Linked DNA regions of Sus scrofa: region 2 is linked to region 1. A link is a contact called in public HiChIP or PLAC-seq data. All regions are on one chromosome and are shown on one strand. Each heading gives the region's core, a stretch centred on a gene start, on an enhancer-like site or on the middle of the called end of the contact. The rest is flanking DNA. Distances are from core to core; before and after follow the strand shown.

Region 1 (3,113 bases), core at 230-2,729:
GGTAGGGAGGGGCAGTAGGCTTGACTTTACCCAGGGGCCATTTAGCATAACAAGTAAAAGCCTGAAAAGATGCATGATCTGACCTGGGGGTTCAGGTCTAGGAATACATCCCAAGGAAATATCACAAAATGATCAGCTTTTTTTGAGTCTTGGCTCTAATGGTGGGTGCCCTTGAGCACATTATAGCCTTACTCTAGAATGGGGCTTAATAATGGCATCCCACCAGACAGGATTGAGGAAGAAATGAGATAAAATGTTGAATGCAGTAAGTGCTCACTAATACTAGTGTCTTGGCTGGGGAGTCCCCCTGATAACAATTTGGGAGATGAGCCGAGGAAGCACATGGGACCCTGAAGCCATGAGGCAGGGAGGGAAGGAAGCCCATGCAGGGCACATTAATCAAGCTCTACACAGAATGATGGGAATTCCTACTGGGGCACAGCAGAAATGAATCCGACTGGTATCCATGAGCATGAGGGTTGGATCCCTGGCCTTACTCAGTGAGTCAGGGATCTGGTGCTGCCATGAGTTGTGGTGTAGGTTGCAGACACGGCTTGGATCCTGCATTGCTGTGGCTGTGGCCTAGACCAGCAGCTGTAGCTCCAATTCAACCCCTAGCCTGGGAATTTCCATATGCCTCGGTAAGGCCTTAAAAATAAGAAGAAAAAAATCTACACAGGATGAGCTGCCTGCTTGGGAAAAGTCCCTGAGGTAGAGTCAGGAAGGTGAGGGGTACCTGGATGTCTCAGTTCCTTTAAGTATTGTTTTTAAAATGCTCAAGACTCTCTGTCTCCACAATTCTTGTACACATGTGAAAGACAAGTAAAGCATTCTGTGGTTTAAGCCACTTATTTTACTTTTCTGTTACATGCTGCTGGATTTAATCTCTATCTAAAGGTAGAGACCAGTGGCTGTCCCATCAGGAAGTTTTCCAGGAGACCCACTCTGTAGACCCAGTAACCCAAGCAAATGCTGTGATGCCAGCATCACACTAGGGAAATGACCTTACCAAAGGACCCTACTCACCCTACCCACCCTCTGGGAGCTTAATTACGTAGTGAAAGAGGTTCATCCATTTTACCCAATACCTGGGGTATCTGGCACCCTCTTCCTGCTCAGAAGTGCCACAGCACCTCCCCAAACACGTGCTCCACGTGCCCAACCCTTCCCATACTCTTCTTCACAGCTTATCTTTTCCGTGTGCCCTTCTTCTTGGTCTCTGCTCTGTTAGGCAATAGCTAGCACATCTGACAAGTGGATTGGTGTTACTGGGTTAATGTGTCACCCTCCCAAGTAGCAAATGTGCAGTTTTCACAGGGGCCAGGAAGAGACAAGGCCGTATGCCCAGAGCTGAATGACGTGAAGATCACCAGAAAAACAAGAGGCCACCCTGCTGCTGGTCTCATTTCCTCTGTTCCACTCCCGTTTCCTCCTTCATCACATCCCCTCCCTTGGCACAGATGACCATGGCCACAGCTCCTACCTCAGCAAATGCCAGGTCCCCACCCTCTACCACCATTTGGCCTGAGCTGCCATACTGAAAGCGAAAGGAGGAGTTGGAACAGAAAGAAAAATAATAAAACCACAGAAAGAGAAGAAACAGCTGGCAGAATATTGGAAAAATTCCCAGGCAGGAATCCCCAGCCCTCAAGGGCTGAGCCTGACTGAAGACACTCTTAAAGGGCAATCTGGAAATTCGCTCTTAACACTGTTGCCAACTCACGGGAATACGTGACCCCTGGAAAGTGTATATGCATGAAGTCAAGTGGCATTTTGAGGGTCAGAGTGGAGCTAAGATGGGGAGGGGAGGGGGAGGGGACGCAAAGTGGGGGCATGTGTCTGAGGACTAGGCCTCTGTGGGATTCCAGTGATCAGGGCCTTTCCCCGAGGCAGAATCCAGGAAGGAGAAGGCTTGGCCAAACTATGCAGCCAAGAGGGTGTGCATGCAGGTGCAGGGAGGGGCACTCCAAGAGGCTGCACTGGCAGCAGCGGGTGGTGGCAGCCAAAATAAAGTTGGCTGCTCTTACCTAAACCAGAATGAAATTTTATATCCGTTCAGGAAACATGGATGAAAACTGGAAAAGGTTGAAACAAGGATCTGGCTTGTGCTTCTAAGTGTCTGGAGCAGGCATGGCAGTGGTTGGCAGACAGGGAGGCAAAAGCAGTGGTACCACCCACACAAAAGTGTGGCTCCAGCCGTGCACAGGGAGCTGCAAGCTGGCCACCAAGAGGGGCTGGCATTGGGATTTCTGATGAAGAAATGTGAAGGGACCTGCAGAGCAGGGGATGGGAGAGAATGGGGGTGGGGCTGTGGCTCACCTGAACACTGGGTTTGAGGGAGTTTGGAGAGAGGGCCTGAGGCTGGATGCTGCGCAAAGCATCGTTGTCTTCTGGCCAAGTCTGGGAGACCCTTTGAGCCGCCTTGTTTTTGGCTCAGGGCTTGACCCACCAGAAAGGCCTCTTCACCCCTCATGAATTGCAATTAATAATAATACAAATAATAATCCACAGTGAACTGGTGGCCTCTTAGATGGGGAGGGAACAATTTATACCAAGTTCATTAATTCCAGAGAAGGTATGGCCTAAGGAATATTCCAAGCCCTATGTACTTAATCTTCTTTCTCTTCACTCTTCTCCCACCTCTTCAATGAGGCCAGGGGGCTGCATTTCCCCCCGAACTCCCAAATCTTTCCAACCACATGCCCCCAGTTTAATCTTATAAAGGCACTGGGTCCCCTTGTCCAACATTTGCTGCCCTCTGGACCAGCCCATGTTACCCAGCAACCTGACTTCTCACCCTTTCTCACTGAGGGTCGCAGAGTGTCATGGTCAGAGCATGGGCCCTGGGTTTGAATTCTGCCTCCACCACTCAGTGTCAGTGCTTCCTCATCTGTGGACTAGAGATAATAACCATACCTACTTTATATGGGTGTTTTGAAGATAAAATGAATAAAGTATTTAAAATAGTACCAGGTATGTAGTAAGCTCTCAATAAATGTGAGCTATTATTTATGTTGTTGCTATTTACTGCAATGTCCATGGAGGAGGGATTTTTGTTCACCAACCTCATCCAGGTAACTTGAACAGTGTCCAGTACATAGTAGATGCCTAAT
Region 2 (3,025 bases), core at 1-2,500, 110 kb before region 1:
CCCAGGAAGGCCTTTCTAGAGTCAGAACTGCATGAAGAGAGAACGACGGGCTTCTGCCAGGAGAGACCCTCATCTCAGGCCCTGGCATCTGCCCGGGTGTCTGACTCGCATAGCCAGCTGTTTTGGGCTGCTCCTCAGACACAGCCTTCCCAAACTGAACGCACTGGCTAAATGTGCCCGCAGCCTTCCTCTCCTGCTGGCCCACCGACTCCTTCTCCTGTGCTGTCACCCCAGGGCTGTGGCACCTGAGGAGGCATCCTTGATGCTCCTGCCCTTCCCCCGCACCCATGCCACGACTGAACTCTACTCCACCTACCACCTAAGTATGCTGACTTTGGTCCCCTTCATTCCCATCCACCCCCACTGGCACCATCACCCCTGCTGGGGGGAGCAGTTTGCAACAGCTCCCTAATGGCCTTTCTACATCCTTTAGTCCTTCACCCAGTAACCTGAATCCTCCTCCAGGATGGTCACGGAGCACGCTGCTGCCCTGCTTAACACTGGCTGTGCATCTCACCCCCGCCCCGCACCCCAGCCCTCCAGCCCCCCTCTACCCCCTACCTGGCTCACACAGGGCATGGGGGAGCCTCCACCCCTGCTGAGGTTCTCCAGGGCCCTTTACCTCCGAGGTGAGTCCAAGATCCTTCACACGATGCCATGCCCCCACTACCTGAAGTCTACATGCACCCTGGGCATCTATAAGTAGCCGCACACATCACATCTCTAGGGGCCCCTAGGGTCTGACTCCTTCCCCTTACCTACCCCCATGTCCAGAGGCTCCCTGAACCTCCATGCTGGCTCAGTCTCTGGCTTCATCCATGCTGCCCGCCTTCCCCCTTTACTCTTCTTCTTCACCTGGCCGGCTCTGCTGGGCCTTAGAGACTGCCTTTGATGCTCCTCCTCCCAGAAGCCTCCACTGTTCCCCAAAGTCTGAAGCAGATGCCTCTCCTCGGTGCTTGTCTGCCCCCGACCCCCACTCCCGCACCTGTTAACCGGTTATTATACTTTCTACTCCCTCAAAGACCTTGGGGTCCTCAGGGGTGGGGGCGATGTCTCACTCCCTGGCGTATCCAGGGCCAGCCCTTGCCTTGACCACCCAGTACCCCACTGCACAGGAGGGAGGACTCCAACATGCCCCGAGGGCCCTGGGGATCCTAGGGATGTGAGGAGACAGGCAGGAGGAGGCTTAGGAGAAACTCCAGCCCAGGAGTTGGAGGTTGCTGGGCTGGGCCCTAGGGGGCGCTGATCCCGCGCCTGGAGCTTCAGGTGCAGCCGCTCAGGCTGGTGCGTGGGGGAGGGGGTGTGTGCCTGGTTGCTCACGAAACCCCAGAACAAACAGGATGCTTGCTCACTGCCCGCTTCACATGAAGATCTGAGAACAAGACAGTGCTTTAATATTAAAACAGTTATAATTAGAGAGTAGAAATGTGGCACAGAGGCTAATTTAAAGATAACAGAGAAGACTTCAAAGAAATGTGCTTGTGGCCACATCTTTGGGCAACACCCAGAAGAACCCCAGGAGTCCATGTTCAGCTGTCTTGGGCTATTTCCCCGAGTAAAAGTTTGAGACGTGGTCAGTCCTGAAGTTCCACACCCTCACGGGACAGGTCAGGGACCTGGTACACAGTGTAGCATCAGGGCTGCAACGTGCCTCCATCTCAATGGTCTACCTAGCGAGGCATGTTCCTGACGTGCCATGAACATGTCAGCGAGCACTGTGTCATCTGGGTGGCCCTCTTGTCTGTGGTGGCTCTGAGGAGGTGTTCTGGGCTTCTCTCCCCAGGCTCTCGATTTCCACCTGCTTGCCAGCCCTCTCTCCTGAACATCTCACCTCTGCCCAAAAACCAGCCCTTCCTTCCTCTGTGTCTCCCTGGTCACTCCTGACTTCCCCCTCTCTCCTGCCTCCCAGGGCCACACCCAGGGCCCAAGACCTGTGGTCACCTCTGGATAATGCTGTTTTGCCCTAGCTCAGTACCTGTTCCAGCACCTTCTAGACCCTTGTTCCCTCTCACTTGAACTGGTGGTGGTGGAAATAGCAGCGGCAGCAGTAAGAAATAGCAACACTTACATGGTATTGCTACGTTCCACACCCTGTCCTAAGCACTTTACTGGTATTGACCCATTTAATCCCCATACCTTTCTATGAGGCAGGTACTTGTTATTCCCATATTACAGATGAGGAACCTGAGGCACAGAGAGGTTAAAAATTGCCTAAGTTCACACAGCCATTAGGTGGCTGAACCAGGTAATCCCCTCCCCTCACCGCCCTTGGATGTCCCTCCTTCTCCCCTCTGCCTGGACCTCCACCAGGTCCCAGCATCCTGGAGCCTGCTGGGATCCTGTTTCCTACTAGCTTAAGAGGTTGTCAGAGGGAGTTCCTATTTTGGCTCGGTAGTAACAAACCCGACTAGTATCCATGAGGGTGTGGGTTCGATCCCTGGCCTCGCTCAAGGGGATCAAGCATTGTCGTGAGCTGTGGTGTAGGTCACAACTCGGATTTCGAGTTGCTGTGGCTATGGTGTAGGCCGGCAGCTGCAGCTCCAATTAGACCCCTAGCCTGGGAACCTCCATAAGCCACAGGTGTGGCCCTAAAATAAATGAAAGAGGTTCTCAGAGTTCCCTGCTGGCTGCTGGGTAATGTTCAGACATTTAACTTGGCATCCTCGGCTCTCTTCCAGCCAGCCCAGCTTACTGCTCCGCCCTGTGGTTCTGTAATCAAACCGGATCCCAGTTCTGTGCTCCTCGACACCCCAACCTCCTCTGCAGTATCTCCTCTGGCTGGAATGTTCTCCCTCCATCTCTCTTGCCCAAATCCTTCCTGTCCCTCAGCATCTGCCTCCAACATCACCTCCTCTGAGAAGCCTTCAACCAAGTGCCTTCCTGCAATGATCTTTGCTTCCGCCAATTCCCCGCACACTTCTGACTCCCCCTTTTTGGTGGCCCTTGTCACCTATCTCCTAAGGACACATCTTTCTCCAAGTGGAGTGGGGGAGGGGAGGAATGGGTACCACACCCCCCACACACA

What was found. HiChIP or PLAC-seq counts read pairs in DNA pulled down with a chosen protein or histone mark.
Region 2: an H3K27ac HiChIP or PLAC-seq map of alveolar macrophages shows a contact between it and region 1. The contact joins two enhancer-like sites. A contact is called at or near these places in 1 of 5 promoter capture datasets (liver), 17 of 47 Hi-C or Micro-C datasets (alveolar macrophages, embryonic fibroblasts, epiblast stem cells and 9 more) and 1 of 2 datasets of contacts at active chromatin or transcription factors (alveolar macrophages).

The regions. Positions count from the first base shown.
Region 1 is chr7:32,315,242-32,318,354 of Sscrofa11.1, reverse strand. The region is part of intron 1 of LOC102161912 (a long non-coding RNA gene); the gene reads left to right. Among named protein-coding and RNA genes, the nearest start is that of SRSF3, 27 kb to the right of the region's middle. Within about 2 kb of position 1,479, at least 35 of the 83 cell types and tissues checked have an H3K27ac peak or open chromatin away from gene starts, as enhancers often do. A contact at or near this core is called in alveolar macrophages, where this site is marked.
Region 2 is chr7:32,429,491-32,432,515 of Sscrofa11.1, reverse strand. All of the region lies in intron 13 of CPNE5 (copine-5), which reads left to right. Among named protein-coding and RNA genes, the nearest start is that of RAB44, 58 kb to the right of the region's middle. Within about 2 kb of position 1,250, at least 2 of the 83 cell types and tissues checked have an H3K27ac peak or open chromatin away from gene starts, as enhancers often do. A contact at or near this core is called in alveolar macrophages, where this site is marked.